Linked DNA regions of Mus musculus: region 1 is linked to region 2. The links are chromatin contacts, called in public promoter capture Hi-C maps. All regions are on one chromosome and are shown on one strand. The core of a region is the stretch at or near the end of the contact, and the rest is flanking DNA. Distances in the headings are between cores, read along the strand shown. Region 1 holds the start of Stip1 (stress-induced phosphoprotein 1). Region 2 holds the start of Clcf1 (cardiotrophin-like cytokine factor 1).

The links. Promoter capture Hi-C pulls out the DNA fragments that hold promoters and counts their contacts.
Region 1: a promoter capture Hi-C map of liver shows a contact between it and region 2, with 4 times the contacts expected there. A contact is called at or near these places in 2 of 39 promoter capture datasets (both in liver).

What each region holds. Positions count from the first base shown.
Region 1 is chr19:7,035,097-7,041,964 of GRCm38.p6, reverse strand. Stip1 (stress-induced phosphoprotein 1) reads left to right here and starts at 1,939. Exons shown (of 14, transcript NM_016737.2): 1 at 1,939-2,085; 2 at 6,260-6,469. The coding sequence starts at 2,077.
Region 2 is chr19:4,211,185-4,217,812 of GRCm38.p6, reverse strand. Clcf1 (cardiotrophin-like cytokine factor 1) reads right to left here and starts at 3,575. Exons shown (of 3, transcript NM_019952.5): 1 at 3,313-3,575. The coding sequence starts at 3,328. Gm45928 (predicted gene, 45928) reads right to left here and starts at 3,388. Exons shown (of 4, transcript NR_132309.2): 1 at 3,313-3,388. LOC102631992 (a long non-coding RNA gene) reads left to right here. Exons shown (of 4, transcript XR_003952884.1): 3 at 2,061-4,763.

The sequences.
Region 1 (6,868 bases), core at 690-3,189, 2.8 Mb before region 2:
ATTATTTTTAAGGTTTAAAAAAAAAATGCATTGTCAAACCAAAAAAAAAAAAAGCCGAAGCCGGGCGCGTGGTAGTGCATGCCTTTAATCCCAGCATTTGGGAGGCAGAGGCAGGCGGATTTCTGAGTCAAGGCCAGCCTGGTCTACAGAGTGAGCTCCAGGACAGCCAGGGCTACACAGAAAAAACATGTCGGGGGGGGGGGCGGGGGGGGGGAAGCATTGTCGGCCTTGAAGTGGTGATATATCTCTGTTGTGTGTGTTCAAGGACTCAAACTCAGGTTGCCTGGCTTGCTTGGTTGGGGAATAAACACCCTTTACCACATTTTCAAGCCATCTCAAGCCCTTCCCTTCCCCTTCCTTCCATTTTTTTTTCTTCATTTGCTCAGGCTGGCCTTGAATTCTGATCTCCCTCCCTTTTCCAACTCCCAAAATTTGGGATTGCAGTCATGCACTTTTTTTGTTGGTGGTGGTGTCTTTGTTTTTTTCCAGGCTGGGTTTCTCAGTGTAACAGAACCCTGGCTGTCGTGGAACTCATTTTGTAGTCCAGGCTGGCCTCCAACTCACACAGATCTACCTAACCCCCAGCCCCCATCCCAGTGCGGGATTAAAGGTCCACTCCATCATGCCTGGCTTAATCATGCACTTTGTATACATGCCTTTTGTAATTAAAAAAAAAAAAAAAAAAAAAAAACAACCAAAAAACCTAACCTTTGTATTTTCTTTTTGTCAAACAGAAGGTTGGAGGCTCATGGGTAGAGGGCTTGTGTAGCACAGACAAGACCTTTGTTTCTATCTCCAGTCACCCAAAAAGTACTCTTGCCACATTTGGCTCACACCTGTAATTTCAGCACTCTGCCTCTTCCCTCTCCCTCTCTCTTGAGACAGGGTCTCACTATATAGTTCTGGTATGGATAGCTCTGGCTGTCCTGGACCTCACTATGTAGATCAGGCTAGCTTAAGAGATACACCTGCCTCTGCTTCCTGCGTGCTGTATGCCACCACCGCTCATTTCCTCCGATCTTAAGTGAGGCAGGAGAAAGAACTAGGTAGGCATAAGTGAACAGATAAGGGGTAACCGGATGGAGAGGGTATGCATTGGTGCTACTGGCACAGACATGGCACCGCACAGCCCACGTTCCTTATACAAATCCTGTCCAGACCCCTGATCATCAGTCTCTGTCGTTCCATAAGCTACACGCTAAGCCTGCAACCCAAGTAGCATTTCTGCTGGCAGGCCATGGTGACCAAAGCTTGCAGCTGAGTTCAGAGAGTAAGGGCCAAGCAGCCGGTCCGCCAGGACACTGCCGGAAAAGCGGAGGCCTGTCGTGGCCCGCAGCATTTTGGGAACATTCAACGCAGGCCCGTCATAGCCCGCAATATTTTGGGTACATTCCGGGCCTAATAGTCAGGATGCGAGGAAGCGCGGGCCAACAGTCTCAGACTCAGGGAAAACAGCTTGTAACGCTGTAGTTAAAGCCTAGGCGACACCGGGCCAGATGCTCGACTCCCCACGAACCACCAGCCAGCCGAGCACCCCCTTACAGGGCAGCGGCATAAACCAATCAGCGCCAGGAATGGCCAAATTTTTTTTTTTCCCCACCCATCCACCCAATTGAATGTTTCCTCTGAAAGGCGGTTCCGTCTAGGAGTCCTTCAGCCCAATGAGAGTTGTGGAAATTTCCAGAAAGAACAGGACCAATGGGTGCGGCCAGGCCAGCTACAATTGACGGACTAACCAACCAATCCGTGTCGTCAAGACCCGCTCCTCCCTCAGTTAGCCTAGCCCTGAAATAGGCGGGACTTGCCGCGGAGTGTCCAATCCGGAGGTGCAGAGGAGGCAGGGCTGAAGAGAAGACCCGTAAAAAACCAATGAAAGAGAAGTCACGATGATTGACTGAACTTTAAGCCTATAAAAGGGGCGAGCAGAGCCTCCTGGACGTGTTCAACCAGTGAGCAGGCGAGGAAGGGGCGGTAACCTGGGGGTCCCGGCAGCTTCTAGTAGGTTCCAGAAGGCGGCGCGTGCGGTTGGGAACGCGGAGCGGACGAATTCGATTCAACGGGGTTCCGGGCCAGGCTATGGAGCAGGTGAAGGGGGAGGGGCGGCCGGGGCCCCGGGGCAGCGCAGGCCTGTTGGCGGGGAGAAGCGAGTGGTTGGGGGGCCGGGTCGGGCGGCCGAGGCGCGGGCGTGAGAGCCGCGGTCGGGCGTGTGAGGGGAGAATGGCGAGCGCCCGTCGCCCCCGCGACCCGCCGAGTGGAGCGGGAACAGGCCTGGCCGCGGCCGGGCCCCGAAGCTTCTGGGGGCCGGGCCTCCTCAGCGCGGAGAGGCCCCTGTCGGCCGCTGCGAACTTGGAGGGATCCGGTGACCGATCACCCCAGCAGCCTTCGGGGTACACGGCATCTGTGTGCGCCCGGGAAAAGGACCCGCGCGACTGCAGAGAAGGCGGGCGCGGACAGTGTCACCAGGGCTCCCTGAGGCATACATATGTCGCCCCTCCCCCCACTTTTCGTAGTGACTGTGGGGTGACTGAGTATCCGACCCTTGGAAATTCCGTTCCCGATTACACAGGATTTAGTGGTTTTAGACAGTTGTGAGCCGATAGTGAGGAGCTAGAAGTCCCTGTCTCTACCGCTCAGCATCTGATCTGGGGCACAGAGGGAAACCTGCCGTCCTTACCTTGGTGATTTAGCTCAGGCTACAGTGGCCTGCATCTGAGGCCTGGAGAGGTTTTGTTACCTTGGAAGCTGTCATTGAACCGTTGTGATTCATCCAAACACACACATACAAAAAGAGCACAGCTTACTACTACTTTTACTGTGATGTATAAAGTAAAACCTTTTGTTCTGGAATAGTCACTGTGAGGGACCGTGGGGCCTCTCACCTTGTTAATAAGACTAAATGGAGAGGTTAATCAACTTTCTGTACCCTTGGAGTAATTAAACTGTAACTGCAGTACGGACAAGAGAGACGCTTTTTTGGTATGAGTAACACCTTGCTCTGTTACAACAAAAAGAGGTTGTTTTTCATTATCATTCATTCATTCATTGTGTGGCACTAGGGATCAAACACAGGGCCTGAATTTAGAGCTATGGTCTACCCCGTCCATCCTCCCCACCCTCCTCAGTGGGGAAAAATCCTGCCAGCCATTATACAAGTGTGCAAGTGTTCCTGTGGACTGCAAACTTACAGTAAGATGACAAATTTGAGCGTTGGGCTTAGAGATGGCTCAGTTGGTTCAGCGTTTGATGTCTAAGGATGAAGGCCTGGGTTCCGATTGCCTTTACCCACTAAATCGGTGAGGGGAGGGGAGACCCGAGCATCTCAGGCCTGTCTGTGAGCTCCAGATTCATTGAGATTCTGTCTCAGAGTAAGGTGGAGAGTGTTGGAGGAAGACCCTGACTTCCAATGTCTGCCCCATGCACTAGCATATACACAAATGCGTTTGAATATTGGAAATTGTACATTTGAGCCAGGTGGTGGTGGCATAAGTAAGCCTTTAATCCCAGCACTTGGGAGGCAGAGGCAGGTGGATTTCTGAGTTTGAGGAGAGCCTGGTCTACAGAGAGTTCCAGGACAGCTAGGGTTATACAGAGAAACCCTGTCTGGAAAATTGTACATTTGAAGAGTAGAATTCCAGGTAACTCCTACAGTGACACATAGTTTATATTTTAAGATTTAATTTTGCTAGGCATGATGGTGCACTCAATGAGGCAGAGGCAGGCTGATCTCTGAGTAAGTAAGTGGACCACCAGAGTTGTATAGTGAGACCCTGTCTTAAAAAATCCCAAAACATTATTTCTAATGCCCGGTGTGGTGGCACAGATCTTCAATCCCAACACTTGGAAGGCAGAGGCAGACAGATAGACAGCTTTGTCTATATAGTGGAGTTACAGGTCAGCTATAGCTACATAAAGAGATCCTAACTGCAAACAAAGACGAGGGGTTTTTTTTTGTTTGTTTGTTTGTTTTCAAGACAGGGTTTCTCTGTGTAGCCCTGGCTATCCTGGAAATAACTCTGTAGGCCACACTGGCCTTGAACTCAGAACTCTACCTGCCTCTGCCACCACTGCCCAGCTCAAAGATGAATATTTGTGTACTGTGTACTCTTTTTCTCCCTTGACCTTCCTGTAAAGGAATGTCATATTGGCAGTTTCCTGTCTGTTCCTTTATCTCTCCTGCATGTCATCCTCCTTTGCTGAGAATAGGGTCCGCTGCCTCTTCCTAAGTGTTGAGATTGCAGAGAAAAGCCAGCTTACATGTGCATTGGGACCTCTGTTCTGTGAAAGTTTCTAATTGGTGTACCTTGGGATTCTAAACGCATTTGCAAGAAGTACATTCTATGTCAGTCTTCTGAATCATGAGTAGATGATCATTCCATAATAGGTGCTGTAATAATTTCACTACAGCAATCTCCTTCTTCCACCTCATAAATCCTGAAATAATAGGTATATGCCACTGTGCTTGGTGCTGGGGTCCAACCTGGTGCTTGGGCTATCAAGTGAGCTACATGCCCATCCCAATAACATAAGTAACATCCTACTCATGTTCACTCTATTCTTGGCTTTAAAAGGGAGCGGTGAGTCTGTGGTAGTTTTAATCCGAGCACTTGGGTGGCAGAAGCAGGCAGATCCCTGAGTTCAAGGACAGCCAGGGCTATGCAGAAACCCGTCTTGGAAAATCTGCGGTGGTGGTGGTGGTGCTGTGAAGCTGTTTTTCCATAGGTACCTTATGTCCGGTTGTTTGAGTTGTTTGTTGTTTTTTCCTTTGGAGATTTGAGTTTTTATGTAGCCCTAGGTATCCTGGAACTCAGATTGTGTGCCTCTGCCTCCCAAGGCATAGGCTACTACTGCTCTGCAGTGTGACGTTCTTGACCTTCTGTAGGTCAACAGAGCTAAGAAAAACCCTTTACACACACACACACACAGATAATGAAAAGAAAAGCAACTAGACCTCTAATCTCAGCTAGTGGGAGATCAGAACAGGAAGATCTCATCTCATGTTCAAGGCTAGCCTTCTAAATTCAACTGAGACCCTATCACAAAGTGTTAAAAAGGGGAGGGGGCAAAAGACTAGGGGTGTGGCTTTGACTATGGGAAAGGAAAGTCAGTACTCTTAGACAAAGTCTCTTTCACTTTTTTAAAAGATTTATTTATTTACTATATGTAAGTACACTGTAGCTGTCTTCAGACACACCAGAAGTGGGCATCAGATCTCATTACGGATGGTTGTGAGCCACCATGTGGTTGCTGGGATTTGAACTCAACCTTCAGACGAGCAGTCAGTTCTTTTAACCACTAAGCCATCTCTCCAGCCCAAGCCTCCTTTACTTTATGAAGCTTCTTGGAAATGGAGAGAATGGGATTAGATGATATTTGTCTTCATCCTCTTACCCACTTCCTGATAACATCATGAGTGGATGGGGACTAACATTGGTGGGGACTAACTCTACCCTTAAGGGTCAGCACAGTAAGTACTTTTTGGCTCTTGCTGATAATGGGAAATGGCAGTAGAGCCACAATGAGCATGGAAGAACAGGATCCTCTTATTCTGAAGCTTCTAGGACTTAAGGGCATGATGGGCGAATGCAGGTGTGCACATATGGCTGTTAGAGGTTAACTTGGTGGGGTTGGTTCTTTTTCATCCTTTGCTGTCCAGTATCTAACTTAGATTGTCAGGCCTGAGGGTTTTTTGTTTGTTTGTTTTTCTTCTTTGTTTTGTTTTAATATTTATTTACTATTTATTTTTATATGTAAGTACACTGTAGCTGTCTTCAGGCACACTAGGAGAGGGCGTCAGATGTCATTAAGGATGGTTTTAAGCCACCATGTGGTTGCTGGGATTTAAACTCAGGATCTTTGGAAGAGCAGTCAGTGCTCTTACCCGCTGAGCCATCTCTCCAGCCCCTTTTTTTTTTTTTTTTTTTTTAAATCACACTGAGACATTTAATTAGGGCCCTGTTTCTATATAACTTGGAACTCAGATTCCTTCAGCCTGAGCCTTCTGAGTACTGGGAGTGTAGGTGTGTGCCACCATGTGTCCGGTCAGTCATGTATCTGAGCATGCCTCTGCTTTGTTTTTGTTTTTCTCTCTGCTAGTTTCTAGAGGTGTAGAAGAACATGGATAGATTAGCATTTTTCTCTTATTGATCAGTAGCAGCCAACTAGCTGATACTTTGGAAGAATAAGTAAAATCTAACACCCTAGGGGAGAGAAATCAGTTCTGTAGGGTGAAGCTGTATTGATGCCTGCCTTTCCTCCTCAGGTGAATGAGCTAAAGGAGAAGGGCAATAAGGCCCTGAGTGCTGGGAACATTGATGATGCCTTACAGTGCTACTCTGAGGCAATTAAACTAGATCCCCAGAACCATGTGCTCTACAGCAATCGCTCTGCAGCCTACGCCAAGAAAGGAGACTACCAGAAGGCCTATGAGGACGGCTGCAAGACTGTTGACCTGAAGCCTGACTGGGGCAAGGTAAGCTGAAGAGTTCTGCTCTGTACAGTTTCCTAAGGATCTTGTCTGTAGTTCCTAATTAGTAGGTCCTCCTGTCCTGACTATAGGTTGCTCCTTTTGGCCGGCCAGCCTACCCTGGCACCCCTTGAAGGGAACACTTACTTCAAGTTTGTTGCCATCGATTGTAAAACAGGTTTTTTGTTTTGTTTTTGTTTTTCCGAGACAGGGTTTCTCTGTGTAGCCCTGGCTGTCCTGGAACTCACTCTGTAGACCAGGCTGGCCTCAAACTCAGAAATCCGCCTGCCTCTGCCTCCCGAGTGCTGGGATTAAAGGCGTGTGCCACCACTGCCCAGTTTAGCTTATACCTTCAATCCCAACACTTGGAAAGTAGAGATAGGTGGAATTTGAAGCCACCTTAGC
Region 2 (6,628 bases), core at 2,326-4,825:
ACAGAAGGGGAGCCTACTGGCCAGTTCTAAAGAGAAGCAGAAAGAAGCATGGTAGTCAGTCGTAGAAATCAAAGTGGAGACCAGTAGAGGTGAAAGGGGAGTTGAAGTATAGTCCTATGACAGCTCTGGTCTTGGACAATATGTGCCCATATCTCAGGCAGCCAAGCTGGAAGGCCTGGACAGAGAACACCTGACCTCAGTATGAGCACTGAGCCGGGGACTCACCATGCCCAGGGGTAGGTTTGGTAGACCCCCAGCTCGGTTTTTCTCTCTAGCTCATGATGTATGCAGGTGGACCCCACCATAAGGCTGCATCCCAGGCCCCCTCCCCCAGCCCTGGTCCCCCGCACCACCCCCCCTGGCTGCTGCCCACTGATTGTTTACATCCCCTCTCCTTGTGTTTATAAATCCGGCTGAGCACGTGAGGAGCTAATGAGTGCAGCTCACGTTTCCTGCTGCAGCACCCCTACACTCCCTATCCTGGCCCCTGCCAGGGCCAGCCCCTAATTCTATCCAGATCCCTGGGCCCTGGGAAACCAGGCCCCCCTCATGAACACACACACACTGCCTTATCCGTGGCAAGTCCAAAGGCCACCCCCACATGCTACATAGGCAGGCAGCAGCCTCCCCTCAGCTCCTGGCCCATCCCACAGGCTGACCACCCTCAGTAAGGGTGGGGGGCTCAGCAGCGCAGATGTCCAGGGTAGATGGGGTAGACTTCATCTGGGTCCAGGGGCTAACAGCTGTAAATCCTAATGTTGGGCCCAGAAGTTATACAGTCTAGGCTAAATATGGAGCCAGAAGGAAAGGTCGTACCTTCAGTCCATATCAGAACTAGCATCTGGGTGACTTTGGAGTACACTGAGGGGAACTGAAGGGAGTAGTTTAAAAGTGGTGAGATCCATGTAGGCCCACGGAAACCTAGTCTTTCCACCCTCACTTCTGCAGTCTCAGGTCCCTTCCCCATGGCTGGTGAGGAATGAAGGTAGGGCCTGGAAGCCAGGAGACCGAGCTCTACCATGAACCCACCTGGTAGCAGTGGCTCCCATAGGAGACTGCACTGTGCTAAGGTTCCTCCCAGATGAATCCTATGGGGCTCCATCTTGGTGTCCTTTCAAACAGTCCTGTTTCCCCCCTTCTCTTCCTTTCTAGTCCAAAAGATGGACGGACCGGTGTCAGGGGAAAGAAGCAGCAGGCAAGGCAAGTCTTTCCTTGTGAAGTGAGTCCGGGAGCTGCGCTTAGGCTGAGGGAAAAGCTGCTCCACTATGCCACAAGAGGGCCCTGGGTTTCTCAGGGAGATGAGAGGAAAGCCACTGCTTTCTGGTCAGCAGCCCTCTGAGGCCGCCGGAAAAGAAGCGAAGGAAATAGCCCAGAGCGAGTGTGCGGGTGAACTGGAAAGGCTGTTGTGGTCAAGGATGTACAGGAGGGTGTGGGAGGGGCTGCAGAGAGTGCAGGAGCCAGGGTGTGAACAGGCAGGTGGGATTATGGGGAGGAATGTGAAGTGTCAGGAATCAGTAGCTAGTGTGTAGGGCTGGCTTGCAGAAGTGTGAACTGGACACTTGGGTGTGCAGCCGGGAGCCCATTACTCCAGTCAGCAGACAGTTCTGAGGTTGCCCAGGGACACCAGCTTCCATTTCTAGTTGTTCCTCTTCCTTGAAGTGTGGCTACCGGACACTAGAGCTATAAGGGTGCACCTTGACTGTTAAGAGAAGTCAGAACTTTCGGCTGGTGGTGAGGGGGGCGAACGGGATGGTGGTGTGTACTGACTGGACTGAGACAGATGCCTGTCAGGGACAATGAAAGCCAGAGATTTCCCTGCTCAGATTCAGAGAGAGAGACAGACAGACAGACAGAGAGAAAGAAGAAAGAGAGGAAGAAGAAGAAGAAGAAGAAGAAGAAGAAGAAGAAGAAGAAGAAGAAGAAGAAGAAGAAGAAGAAGAAGAAGAAGAAAGTGAGAGAGAGGTGTGAATGATGTTCCCCACCTCTAGTCTCTCTCTAAGATTCGGTCTGCCGCTGCCATATACATCCATCCTCCTGTCTGCCCTCCTTTCTTTTGGCAGGTTCTTCCTGCTCCTAGGCTCTGGAGAACACGGAGATTGGGGGTCTCCTAGAGGAAAGCCTTCTGCACCCCAGTGTAATAGAAAGGTAGGTGAGAACATGGGTGTGGGGACTTTGAAGAAGCTACGCGGACTTTGCTTGAGGGGATCAGCTCCAAGAACTGGGGCGGTGGAAGTTGGCAGTTCGCTGGCCCTACCTTCTCGACCGTGACCTCTCGATCTCGGACCCCTCCCGGCGGCGATGGCGCCTTCCCCTTGTGTGGCCCCGGCGCCCCCGGCCCCGCCCCCCCGTTCGCTCCCTTCCCGGCGGCGGCGGGGGCGGAGGCGGGGTCCGGGCGTTGGGCTTCGGGGCTCGGCTGAGCCGCTGCCCGCTCCGGCGCGTCCACTCCCTGCCTGGCCCGCCCTCCTGCCACGGGCCGCCTAGCCAGGCAGCCGCTCGAGGGGCTGCCGGCAGTCTCGGCGCTCCCGGCCGCTGACGGACTTTTTCCTGCTGGGTCCGGCCAGGCTGCGTCTCCCCCACAACACCCTCCTGCAGTAATCACTCCCAGGCCACCGCGGGCTCGGGGCCCCGGCCACCCCGCCGCGCCTACCTGCCTCTGGCTCCCAGGCGGTGGGCAGCATGGAGGGCTCCGGCCACGCCGCGCGCAGCGTAGTAACCGGAGTCCCGTGGCGGCCCGGCCCGGCCCGGCCCGGCCCAGCTAGGTTTGCTCTGCCCTCCGCCCTCCTCTCGCGCGCCCTCCTGCCCTCCCCGCGGGCCGAGGAAGGAGTTCAGCGCGGCCCGAGGTGTCGGCCTCCCCCTCGCTTCCCGCTGCTCGGCCGCGGGCTCCCCCTCTGCCTCTCTCCCTCCCTCTTCCTCTCCTGGCCCCCTCCTCCCTTGCGCCGCGGCCCCCCCCCCACACCCTCGCTGCCCGCCTCGGACTCGCTCGCCCCGATTCTGGCGCGGGGCTCTGTGTCCGCGGGTTCCCTGGGACCCCGCCTCGCCGCGGCTCCAGGTGGCCGCCCGTCCAGGTCTGAGGGTTGTCCAGGCTCCCCGCCGCGTTCTCAGCCACCTCCTGGCTCCGCCAAGCGGACTCCAGGAATGCCGCGTCCCCACCCGGCCCCTCTCGAGGGCGCCCGGCCGTACCTCCCCAGCCCGAGCTCTGCTCCCCGGCCCGGCCCGGGCTTGGGGCTCCGAGGGTGGGGAGGAGGACGGGAACCGGATCTCACTGGTGCTGGGCGGGGGCGGAGGCCTCGGCCTCGGACGCCTGGCTCCTACCTGCTCGGAGGTCCATGGGGCTGGGGGCCGGGCCGGCCGGGCGCGGCTCCTCTCCCAGAGGCTGGCGGAGTGGGAGGGCGAGCCGCGGCTCCGGCGAAGCTTTAATAATCCCATCCGCCAGGCCCACTCGCAGGTTTTTTTCTCTCGGTTTCGCATTTTTTTTTCGGTGTGGGACATTCTGCAAACTTTTTTTTTTCTGACGTGTAAAGCTGTAACCACAAATTGTAGCAGCCCTCCCCGGGTGGGGGGAAGAGGGGGGAGGAGGGAAGGGAGGGCTTCTGGGGCTCCTCTCCCTCCCACAACACTGAGGGGGGGGGTGGTGAGGTGAGGCAAGGCTGCGACGGTACCACCCTAGGCCTCCTGGGGGAGGGGGCAGGGAGGGCATCGTCCCTCGGCAAACTCCTGAGAGCTTGGAAAGGGAGCTGGCCTTGGTGTGGGCTTCTTCCTTGGTGTCGGCCAAGGCATGCTGGCCTTCTTCCCTCTGCTCATTGCCGGGTTGAGGGTCCCTGTACCCACTCTACCTCTGCCTCTTCATTCTAACCTTCCCTCCCCCTCCCACTTGAGTAAATGCAATGACACATTCTCTCAAATGCCAGCAAGCTGGCCTCCAAGCAAGTGATGGTGTTTTTCCTGCTGCCCTTTGTCTGGGCTGACCGCCCCCCTTGCCTATTGTCCCGCCACTTGTCCCACTTCCAAAAGCTAGAGCTAAGTGTGGCGCCAGGGGCTGGGGCAGGTGACTAACCAGCTCACAATGCCCCCTGAGGAGGGGAGAGGGCACCAGGGCCCAGCTTCTCAGTCAAGTTCACAAGGGTTTTCATTCTTCCCGGTGACCAGGGAGAGTGCACATGGGTGGGGGATTTGTAATTCATTAATCAGCACAAGGCACCGGACCAGTTTCAACACCAGAGGCTTCACGGGTGACTCAGCGGGAACTCGAAGATTCAAGGCCATGGATAGACCCAGCATCCCGTTAGTGAAAAGCTTCCCCATCGAGACATTTGGCATCCTCTTCCCTTTGGGGGTTTGGGTTGTTGGTTTTTCCGGTGGTGAGGTAGGGGTGGTTTGGCTAAGAGCATTCTCCCTCCTTCCCCTCAGGCCTGGGTTGGGACTTTCTGAGTGGGAGACCTAGGGGACCCATAAGCCTAGACCCTCCCAGGAGGGTCTCCTTTCCTCCTCCTTCCTCCCTCTCCAGAGGGCTGCCAGGGAGAGCGAGGGAGCATGAGAGCTAGTGCAGAGGAAACAGCTGTCATCTGGGGCTTGGAGGCAGCCCCATTCTGTGATTTTTCTTGGGGGACAGTCATTTGGTCCCCAAGTCTTGGGTGCTTGTAGAAGCATTCCACCAATTAAGTCATCTGATAAGTTGCTGTGTTGTTTCTCTGTAGTCTCACCAGGGGTAGATAGCGGTGGCAGCCAGCCGTGGAAGGTGATGCCTGTCTCTGGAATGGCATGAGGTATTCACCCCCCCCCCCACTTCTGCTGGGACCCCTGGGAAAGGAGGGCACTCTGCCAGTCCAACACAGCCCCTCCAGCCTGTGGGTCAGCGTGGGCATCAGTCATGGCCAGTGCTAGTTTCCCAGGGCGGCACTTCCCTGTTCTGCACTGGAGAACTGGGGTGGGGGGGTGGGGGGGTTGGGAAAAAATTTGTTTTCAATTACCTCACTGGAGTGGGACAGACTTTGTTGTTGGGGTGTTTCTTTCTATTTTTTTCCCCTCTTTCCCTTCCTTTCTTTCTCCCTCACCCCCCCCCCCCTTTTCTGAACAAGAAGAAAAAGCTGAGAATGGAGAGCTGGTCTGGGTGGGGGCAGGGAAGTCTAGAGCATCAGTAGCTGCTCTGATGAAAAGTGCCTTGGAGGGGCCCTGTGAAAAGTGCTTAGACCTCCCTCCCCCACCTCCCCACCCCCCACCAGCCAGGGCTCTGGAGTTTCAATGGCATTCTTGGCCAGTGAGCCTAACCATCTCTTGGTGCGCTTGCCAAGGTCAAGAAGGCAGATGCCCACAAGTAAGTGACCCAGAGTGGACCAGGAGGTCCCCCTAGCATCTACCACCCCTTCTGAAGGGAGCAAGGAAGGGAAGGGGAGCAGCTTGGAAGCCCGGCTTGGGCTGTGCAGCTCCACAGCTCACCCCTGGTGGAAAGAAAGGCTTTGCAGACAATGTGGTTTGGATTTGGCTGAGCCCCTCAGCACCTTATAAAGCACCTTGCTGAGTCAGGGGGAACCGCCTGGATGAAGAGAGAAGTAAGGAGGGCTGAAGGGGAGAGAAAAGAAAGGAGAAGGGACCTGGGAAAAGAGAGAGGAGACACAGGGAGACAATAGAATGAGGAGAGTGTAGCAACAGAAGGGGAAAGACAGCAATGAGGAGGAATGGCCTCTCAATGAGGCTGGAGAGGGGAGTGCTGACCTGCTCCACCCAGCTGTGTCTCAGAGGCATTGGCCTGCAGAAACTGGGCAGCTGTTCCCAGTAGATTCAGCCCAGGTTGCGAGCAGACAAACAGCTTTACACATGGCTCCTGGGGCACCCTCTTTGCCTTCTGATTCTTAATGTAGTGACCCCATATTCTAAGAAAGTCAAATTCTCCCTTAGCCCCATGTCTGGACTTGCCTCTCTGCCCTCTCCCATCACCCAGTGAGGGCCACCCCCCAACTCTACAGTGCCAAAGGGAAAATCAGCTCCATCTCCAAGCTGCCGGTGCCCCTCTGCCATGTCTGGGCAAAGGCACCAAGCAAGAAGCTGCCAGGTGGGGTGGGGTGGGGGACAGAGTAAAGACTTCACCTCCTGCCAAATCCCCAATAGGGGTGGGCTGCTGGAATTTGGGGGAGAAGGAAGAAAGGAAAGTGAATCAGGAGAGCCCCCCCAGGGTTTCTGTGGAGCAGGGTGGGGCGGGACAGGTGCTGTCTTCTGGTTTCCAGCTAAAGAGCTAGTGAAGTGCCTGTCCTCCCTTCCTTACCCGTGCTGGCTCTCAGAACCTAGGCAGGGCCCTTCCAACTCCAACAAGCTAGGAGTGGGAGTGGGGGTAGGGGAGAGGCTACAGGAGAAACTAGATACGTGCCCCCAGCTCCAGAAAGCATCCTCATGAAGAGAGAATCATCCCCTTTGTCCTGTTAGGCTGCTTTCGCAGCTTCTGTTGGGATACCCTGTCTCGTAACAAACAAGATGAAATCCCAATATTGCCTTCAAGAATTTGGGTTTGAGGATTTTTTTTTTTTTTTTTTTTTTTTTTTTTTTGGTGTCAGGGTTTCTCTGTATAGTCCTGGCTGTCCTGGAACTCACTCTGTAGACCAGGCTGGCCTTGAACTCAGAAATCTGCCTGCCTCTGCCT